3 separate regions of the Sus scrofa genome follow, and regions 2 and 3 are each linked to region 1. A link is a contact called in public Hi-C and HiChIP or PLAC-seq data. All regions are on one chromosome and are shown on one strand. The core of a region is the stretch at or near the end of the contact, and the rest is flanking DNA. Distances in the headings are between cores, read along the strand shown. Region 1 holds the start of MCU (calcium uniporter protein, mitochondrial). Region 2 holds the start of MICU1 (mitochondrial calcium uptake 1). Region 3 overlaps MICU1 (mitochondrial calcium uptake 1).

Region 1 (2,845 bases), core at 279-2,778:
ATTCTAGTAGAATTTTCCAAAGGGTAAAATGGAGCGGAGAGCACAGTACCGATTCATAGCCAGATTTTTGAAGCCGCAGAAAATAGAAACAAAACTAAAACCTGTGGCAATCCTAGTAAGAAGGTGTGAAGGGACAAGGGAGAAGGGGAAATGGCACAGCATGGGTCAGTACATAAAATGCAGATGGGATAAATATAGATGGGTGGAAAATGATTGTGAGCAAAGTTGCTCCAGGAATGTCACAGATTTCCAGCTAGGGGGATTAGTGTGTGCAGCTGTTGAATGGGGGGCTTATCTCATCCCTGAGCTCTCAAGTTCCACTGTTGAGCAATAAATGCCTTTTGGGTGAGTGTGGTATGAGTGTCTCACCTGGAGAAGCCAATCATCTTACTGTTCTGGGGTGGGGTGGAAGGATTAAACAAACCACAAGCTTGACGTCATTATTTAACTACTGTTGGCCAAAAAAGTACCATTTCAGTCCAAATTTAAAGAATACTATGAGAATAAGTGGCACAATAAAATTATGTGTGTGTATTGTGTTTGTTTCAACTTTTTCTCCTTAGGCTGCTCTAAAAAGATGTTTCCCCAAATTTAGGACTTTTATATGCTTACCAAACTGTTTTCCTGAGTCTGATTTTAAAATCAGGTGTGAGCCTTAAGTAGTTTATAATAATAAGCAGCAAGGACATTCTCTTCTAGGGAAATTCAAGAACCTCAAATCTCCTTTCTTTCATAGTCTTAAGTAAGCTATCATTATGAGCTTGTTTCTGTGGAAAGAAGTATTTTTCAGGAGAAAGAGTTATTCTAAATTATGAAAATTTATTAAAATAACCTTTACGTGGTTTTTATTACATTACCACCATGTTGTTTCTATAGTTTAATAAGTGGTAAGAAAATAGAAGGTTGCTTCTGGAGAGTGTAAGAATATCAGTATAAAGGTGCTGTAAAAGTGGAATGAGTATCTGAAATGCATACAGTTCTATTAATTCACTCTGATAATATGTACTTATCCTGGGACTTTGGTATCAATCATTCTTCTCCTCCGTACTATGCTACATATTACAGTCATTAGATCACCCCATGAGGTGGGGTTAATTTCAGCGTATCCAAATACCAGTTATGAGTGATAATTCTGGGTGTGTCCTTGAAGTTCCAGCACATCTAGCTAATGATTACTAATTTGGTGCCTATTTTGCCAACTTAAAACACTCACGAAGTACAAAGCTTTGCAAAAACATCCATTTCCTCGGTTACCCTTTTCATAACTGTATCCTTGGTGAAGATTAGCCGAATCGAACATGCCATCCCTATCGCTGCTATTCTGAGGGGCTCGGATGCCAATTACCGGCTCCCTTGTATTTGCCCGTAATTGACTATCCCACAATAGGTAACTCTGGAAGTGACAGGCAATCTCTAGTGTGGTTCTCCCGCCGGTCGATTGGGCCTTGCAAGAAGCCCCGCCTCGTCAACTCAGTCAAGGGCGCCAGTTGGCCCGGCATGGGTGAGTGGCGGGTCCTAGCTCCGCCCCGGCCGTCCGCTGCGCTGCCTGGGCCGGCGCCGTTTCCAGTTGAGAGATGGCGGCCGCCGCAGGTAGATCGCTCCTGCTGCTCCTCTCCTCCCGGGGTGGCGGCGGGGGAGCCGGCGGCTGCGGAGCGCTGACTGCCGGCTGCTTCCCCGCGCTGGGCGTCAGCCGCCACCGGCAGCAGCAGCAGCACCACCGGACGGTGAGCGAGCGCGCCCCGCGGCTCTGGGGAGGGCGGGGCGGCGCTGGTGTGTGGGAGCCGCCGGCAGGCAGGCCGCCGGGGCAGCGGGCGAGTTACCTCAACTCGCGGCCGCTCCCGAGGTTGCCGGGCACCAAGGAGCCGCTGTGCCCTTCAGGCTCCTGCGGCGGCAACCGGGAAAAAGGGGAGGGCGGAGGAAGCCTAGAGGAGGAGGAGGAGGGGCGACGGCGGGGATGTTCCCGCAGGACCGGGGACACCAGGGCGGGGAAGGGACGGGACTTGAACCTCTCCCTGACCCGCCCCCGATGTCGGTCCCTCCCTCCTTTTTCCTTAACAGCTTTGCCCCATTGCTCCCGAACTGAGCCCCGTGCAAAGTTGTCCCCCTTCTCTCCTCCTCCAGGCGGGTTGGGGTGCCCTGAGTTGCCGCGGCTGCCTTGTGTATGTGTCAGGAGAGTGGCAGTGCCATGCTACTGGGAACCGTTCCCCGGAGGGCAACCCAGGACCCAGCGGGGCCGCTCCCTCGTTCTTTCTCAGCCCTTGGAGAATGGACAAGACGGAAAATCAAACTTTATCCCCCTCTGTGACTTCCTGCTAGTGGGCTTGGGGAACAGCACGCTTGCGATGGATGCTGCATTGCTCAGGAGGCAAGCTTCATCCCTCTCAGGTCCTTAAAGGTCCTCGTGGTCCTTTTGGAGGGCTGATTTATAAGCTTGTTAACGCGTGCCTGAAGAAGGAGGGGTGGGCAGCAGGCAGAGGGGAAAGTGAGTATGACAAGTTGTTCACAGAGGCAGGGATTTGGTGGTTGTATTAACCAGTTATTGCTGGATTTCATTGGCTGGCAACGCACGGGAGTTTCTATTTGAACAATCTTCTTTGGGTGTGTGTGTGTGTGTGTATTTCTTTTTCAGTTGCAAGAGATCAACTTGGCATGGAGTTCTTGACCTAACAAGTCAGCAGGTTCTCTTCCTTTGGACTTTCTAGACCCGTATTGTTGGTCTCTGGCCGACTCCAAGAGAAAGACTGTAGGTTTTATTTCCTAGGGCGAGGGTGTATAGTGTGGCAATAAGAGAATCACTGCAGACAGCCTAATAGCAGATACTAGTACCTTCAGCCCTCAACAGATA
Region 2 (3,143 bases), core at 273-2,772, 73 kb before region 1:
ATATCATTGTTAAAATACAGGAAAGTCAGTCCCAAGATGCACCCCCTGGGAATGCAAAAGGTCTACTGAATATTGTAAATGTTCTACTGATTATAAATGGAGACAGCAATACACTCTTTGGCTCTCTTGCTCTTACTAGTTTCTGTCACTCTTTCCTTTTCTCCTCAGGCACAAAATCCACTCCTGAATTTTTACTTTTTGTTAGGCTTGTTTTTGGTCTCATAATTCTCAGCAATGAAACTTAAGAGTAGCTGGAGACCAGAGCTACCGTCTCACAAGCAAGTGGCAGTGGGTTCTAAAAAGTTTTTAGAATAAGGCAATATTTAACATTACCTTACCCAAAGCAGGAAGATAATGGGTTGGTCAACCTGGCCAACACCACTGTCTCCAGATGCTGACATTTTGTGTGTCATATCATTTAATGAAATCTAAACTCTCCTACAGCTATCAACCCCAAACTGTTGCACCCTTTCTACTGCTAGATCACCTGCACATGTAATTCAAAGGAATACTTTAACATAAACAAAGGTATGCCCAAGAAAGCACCCAATAACTGATAGAAACATCTGCTTATGAAACTGAAAGAAAATAGGTATTTCCAGGTACCACAAGGAGAATTTTTCTTTTACTCCAGTCCCTCAGCTATAAAATGGTTTTTCTACTTAGCTTTACAAATAGCTACAATACTTTTCAGGCATCCGAAAGGGAGGGTATAGAAACCATAAACAATAAGATCATAGAGACTGGCAACTTAAACAGTTTTAAACTCTCCTCCCAACATTCAGCTTGAGTCAATAAACCCCGGCTCATTCTCAAAACACCGCATTGTGGGCCAAAATGAGATGGTGGTAAGGGAACCTGAGGGAGAATAAAAACAGGTAAGGCACTGGGAAAGGCAAAAACCGAACAGTCTAAGAAGCCTGAACTTTGTTTTGTTCCTTCAGCTCCCCATCAATTTTTTTTTCATTTTTTTTGGTTTTGTTTCAATGATTAATACTTGGCCCCATCAGACATTTAACAATAAAGTCCCCACCCACTTCCAACCACATCCACAAATCCCAGGGGATGTCTTTGGTCGCCCGAAGAGGGACGTCGAAGCTCAAGTGAACCCTGCAGCTGGGAACTCGGCAGGAGAAGTTCTCCTGGGACAGGAAGAAGGGACCAGGTGAGGTCAAAGAAAGCGGAGGAAAGGAAGCCGGCAGGACTAAGGACTGCTCTCAAGCCCCTAAACTGAGCACATCAGGGAGAGACAGCTATCCCGGTCGACCAGAGAAGTTGCTAATTCCGGAGCAGACAAACGGCCAGTCCCGGAGGTCAGGTCCCTAAAGCTTTTCGCATCATCCTTCCTTTCATCTTCTCTAAACGTGTCTCGCCTCATACCCTTGAGAGTACAGGACTCACCCGTCTACAGCGGAGCTTCAGCTGCTTCTCCGTCAAAGCCGCGCACCTCGGAAAACCATAGAGATGAAGAGAGCAACAAAGTTAAGCCTCCAGCTCCGCCGCCCACCCTCACGTAACCCTTCTAGCCGCTAGGGCTGTCGGGATCGTGGCGAAATGCGTGTGGGCGGGGCATGGAGGATAGGGAGTGGGGAGGGGCCAGGCAACCCGCCCCGCCCCGGCCTTGGGCCCCGCCCCGGCCTCGGGCCCCGCCCCGGCCTCGGGCCCCGCCCCGGCCTCAGTATTTAGGCGGGACAGTGGAAGCTCTCCGGATTTTTCTCTGGCGGTTCACCCTCCACGCGCTAGTGGTATAGATGTCTGTGAAAGAGATTTAGTGTGCCGGCTTCCGCCTCGTTGATGCCCCTTTATGTGTTGACTAAGCAAAACAGGAGACAATGAAAAGAAAACTGGACCACAGTGAGTTGGGAATTGTTCTTTTCGAACTGCGTTTAGGTTTAGGCTTCTGGTGAAATTTGCCTGTTTCCTGACCTTGAAGCTTTTTTAAATTTAGAAACCGACTCACCGCATTGTCTATTATTTAGGTTTTTCAGAAGTTCTCTTTGCAAGCTAATATGATTGGAGAGTTTAGTCACCGAGCTACTAGTAACATTTTTTTTCCTCAGAGGTTGCTGTCAGGAGTGAGAATGGAAAAGTCTCAAGAGAATGACAATATTTTGATTATGATATGATGGAATTTAAAAGTTTCTTCAGGAATTTCCTAGTTCTAGATTCTGGTGGCCTATTGGTTAAAGGGTCCAGGGTGTCACTGGTGTGGCTCCAGTTGCTGGTGTGGTGTGGATTTGATCCCTGACCGAGAAGTTTTGCATTCTGGGGGGTACAGTCAAAAATAAATAAATACTTTCCTTAGCAGAGCTGTAGCAAAGGCTACAACCATGGAAACAAAAGAAGGCAGCCAGAACTATCACTGGGTTAAATTGTGAAGGAAGCAAAACAACTATTTTCTCCATTTCTTCTCAGAGGACTCTCCCTCCCCACTATCCCAAGAAGGACAGATCGTTATGTTCTTGGCACTGCGCTAGCACTTTACAGGCAACCCCATGTTTGTTCCAACCATCCTGTTGATGAAAACGGTTTTTGTGAATTGTAGATGGGGAAGCGGGCTATGACCCCTCCCTAGGTAATGTATCAAATGGTATGGCTGGCACAGACCTGATAGAAAGAACACCAAAGACATCTTCAATCTACTGTCCCTGGATCATCTTGACACAAGAATTGGGAATATTTATTTATTTATTTATTTATTTATTTATTTATTTATTTTGCATTTTAGGGCTGCACCCCCGGCACATGGAGATTCCCAGACTAGGGGTCAAGTCAGAGCTACAGCTGCCAGCCTACGCCACAGCCACAGCAATGCAGTATCCAAGCCGGGTCTGCAACCTACAAAATAGTTTACGGCAATACCAGATCCTTAACCTACTGAGCGAGGCCTGCAACCTCATGGTTCCTAATTAGATTCATTTCCACTGCACCACAATGGGAATAGCAGGAATCTTTATTTTTTTAATTAAAAATTTTTTTCTTTTTATGGCCGCACCTGCAGCACATGGAAGTTCCCAGGCTACAACCATGGAAACGAAGGCAGCCAGAACAAGGGTTGAATCAGAGCTGGAGCGGGAGCCTACGTCACAGCCATGGCAGCACTGGATCCCAGCCATATCTTCAACCCACGCTTCAGCTTGTGG
Region 3 (2,930 bases), core at 209-2,708, 120 kb before region 1:
GCCATTGTGCTTATGATATAATAATATAATGATTAAATATTATAGAAATGATAACAAACAATGATGTACAGAAAGAGGACTTCTGCTTCCAGCCACAGTGGAGTAACTGCACAAGACTTGCCTTCCCACAGACAGGAAAATATGGAAAACTGCACAGAACATATGATACAAACGTTGTAATATACTGAACTATAGCGACTCTATTAGAAAAAAGAGGCTTATAATTGTCCTGAAGTTCTGTTTGGAAATATTTACCAGATCACAAGTCAGATCCCCAGTAAAACACAGTGATCATGCTAAGTTTAGACAATAGAGATCAAAATTTATAGAGGGGGAGGTAGCTGGAATTGGTGAGGAGGACCAGAGAGGAGGAAGCTACACAAAGAAAATGTTCCACAGACCTATATAGGGTCTCATTGAGTTAACATTAAGCCGAGTATTCTTAGGATTAAACCTGGCCAAAAAGAACTAACAAATAGCTATAATCCAAATAATTTCCAGAATAAGAATATGTTCAGGTTGTGATAAATTACTGAACACTCAAGGTAGTTAGTATACACTGCAGAAGGGTCATGTCTTATTAATCAGGCTAAATTAACCCTGGAGCAAATACTCTTAAGTCATGATTCTTAAAAACCAGTTCTGAAAGATCAAGCAGGTTTTTCAATAAATTAGTTGCCTGCCAACATGAAAATCAATACTTTTAAAGGAAAATAACAAAATCCAAATATTCAACAACATAACAGTCAATGTAAAATACCCAATAAAATAATTATTAGACAGATATTCTGCAAGATGGCAGAAGAGGAAGTCCCAGCCTTTGTCCTCCATAGAAACACTGATTTAACAATGATACACAGATCAAAGTACCTTTATGAGAGTTCCTAAATCCAGCTAAGTTATATGACATCAGACAACCACAATGCCAAGAACAGACACACTGAAACTGGTAAAAGGAACAATTTCACTTTATCTATGCCAGCCCCTCCCTCTAAGCAGGCCCAGCTAAGCAACGAGAGAAAATGCCCTAGCTAGCAACTTCTCCCACTAGGAGGAAAGGGAAGAATGAAATGGTGTCCAATATTCTGGTTCTTCAGAGGGTTGTCCAAGGGACTGGTTTCTGCTCACCACACTTGAAAGCTGATGGAAGTGGCACAGTTTGCATGTATGATGGCCACTGAGAACAAAGAAGAGCAGGACATGGCTTGCTGCAGCTGTCATGGCTTAGAGCAGTCGTGAAAAGGTACACAACTCAAGACTTCTCCCACAGGAGGAAGGAAAGAAATGGAATGCGTATGTGATGATCTGTTTTTTCAGAGGGCTGCCTGAGGACTGGTGTCTGTCTCACCTGACTTGGGGTGCTGATGAGGAGCTGGCATACTTCAGATGCCTGGTAGCTGATGAGGAGAGGGTAAGGGAGCTCACTTCTGTCCACCAGAGAACCTGCAGTGCCAAAGACTAACACCAGAGGGAGCAATACATTACAAGTTCCTGGAAAAGAAACTGGCAAGCCTCACTAAGATACTGCCCACACAGACACAGAGAAAACTGTATCCTCTCCTAAAAAGCTTCAGTGGTACTCAGAATCCATAGTTGGGCTGATTGCTAAAGGTCTAGCCCTTGTATGAAGTCAGCCAATAAAGACCAGGATACATGGCTGATTCTTCAAAACTGCATATCTTAACACAGTTGTAAGACACATAAACAAACAGAAATGTGGCCCAAACAAAAGAACAAAATAAATTTCCAGAAGCTGACCTAAAGAAATAGTAATATTAATTATCTGAAAAAGAATTCAAAAATACCTATCATAAAGATGCTCAATGCATTTTAAAATGAGTATTAAGAAATGTGAGAAAAGCAATGTATATACATATGTGTGACCGGGTCATCTTGCTATACAGTAGAAAATTGACAGAACACTGTAAACCAGCTATGATTGAAAAAATAAAAATTATTTTTTAAAAAATAAGTACCAAGAGAAATAAAAAGATAAAAAGAAGCAAACAGAATTTCTGGAGCTAAAGAAAACAAATACCAGAGTTCCCACAATGGTATCAGTGGCACCTCTGCAGCACCAGGACACAGGTTCCATCACTGGCCTAACACAGTGGGCTAAAGGATCCAGCATTGCCACAGTTGTGCAGGTCACAATTGTAGCTCAGATCTGACCCCTGGTGTGTCTGGTAACTCCATATGCCATGGAGCAGCCAAAAAGAAAGAAAACAAATACTGACCTGAAAAATTCACTGAGGAAGGGGAGGGTGTTTGTTTAACAGCAGATTTGATCAAACAAAAGAAAGAATCGGTGAACTCAAAAGATAGACCACTTGGTATTATTATCCAGCTAGAAAAACAAAATAAAAAAGAAGGTGAAAAGAGCCTAAGAGAATTATGAGACACAATTAAGAAAACCAATACACACATTGTGGGAGTTCCAGAAGGCAAAGGGAAAGAGAAGAAAGGGTAGAAAGTTTAAAGAAATTGTGGTCAAAAAGTTTCAGAATCTGAGGAAGATAGTGGACATCCAGGCTGAAGAGGGCCAACAAACTCCCAACAGGAAGAACCCAAAAAAGTCCACACTGAAATAAATTATCATTAAACCGTCAAAAGCCAAAGACAAAGGGAGAATTTTAAAAGCAGGAGAAGAAAAGCAACTCGTCATGTACAAGGGACTCCATAAGACTATAAAGAGACTTCTCAGCAGAATCCTTGTAGGACATGAAAAGGTAGTATGATAGACAGCGTAAAAAACTAAATAGAAACTTCAGTTAAGTAGAGTTGGGAGACCACAAGGGGAGTGCTCTTAAATTTTGCAATGAAGCAAATCCAACAACAACAACAAAAAAACAACCCCACTCTCCTAGTTTGAACTCAGGCAAAGAAAAGCCATGGACTCTGTGCTTACTACAGCCCTCCCCAAATTCCCT

What was found. Hi-C and Micro-C count contacts between places; a contact is called where the count stands out from the background. HiChIP or PLAC-seq counts read pairs in DNA pulled down with a chosen protein or histone mark.
Region 2: a contact with region 1 is called in an H3K27ac HiChIP or PLAC-seq map of skeletal muscle. The contact joins the promoter of MICU1 here to the promoter of MCU in region 1. A contact is called at or near these places in 1 of 5 promoter capture datasets (liver), 8 of 47 Hi-C or Micro-C datasets (embryonic fibroblasts, epiblast stem cells, fibroblasts and 4 more) and 2 of 2 datasets of contacts at active chromatin or transcription factors (alveolar macrophages and skeletal muscle).
Region 3: a contact with region 1 is called in a Hi-C map of mesenteric adipose tissue, with 1.6 times the contacts expected there. The contact joins the enhancer-like site here to the promoter of MCU in region 1. A contact is called at or near these places in 1 of 5 promoter capture datasets (liver), 12 of 47 Hi-C or Micro-C datasets (embryonic fibroblasts, fetal heart ventricle, fetal skeletal muscle and 7 more) and 1 of 2 datasets of contacts at active chromatin or transcription factors (skeletal muscle).

The regions. Positions count from the first base shown.
Region 1 is chr14:75,517,005-75,519,849 of Sscrofa11.1, forward strand. It overlaps MCU (calcium uniporter protein, mitochondrial), which reads left to right and starts at 1,529. Exons shown (of 8, transcript XM_001925826.6): 1 at 1,529-1,724. The coding sequence starts at 1,575.
Region 2 is chr14:75,444,076-75,447,218 of Sscrofa11.1, forward strand. MICU1 (mitochondrial calcium uptake 1) reads right to left here and starts at 1,523. Exons shown (of 12, transcript NM_001243605.1): 1 at 1,402-1,523.
Region 3 is chr14:75,393,128-75,396,057 of Sscrofa11.1, forward strand. All of the region lies in intron 2 of MICU1 (mitochondrial calcium uptake 1), which reads right to left. Among named protein-coding and RNA genes, the nearest start is that of MICU1, 51 kb to the right of the region's middle. Within about 2 kb of position 1,459, at least 9 of the 83 cell types and tissues checked have an H3K27ac peak or open chromatin away from gene starts, as enhancers often do. A contact at or near this core is called in mesenteric adipose tissue, where this site is marked.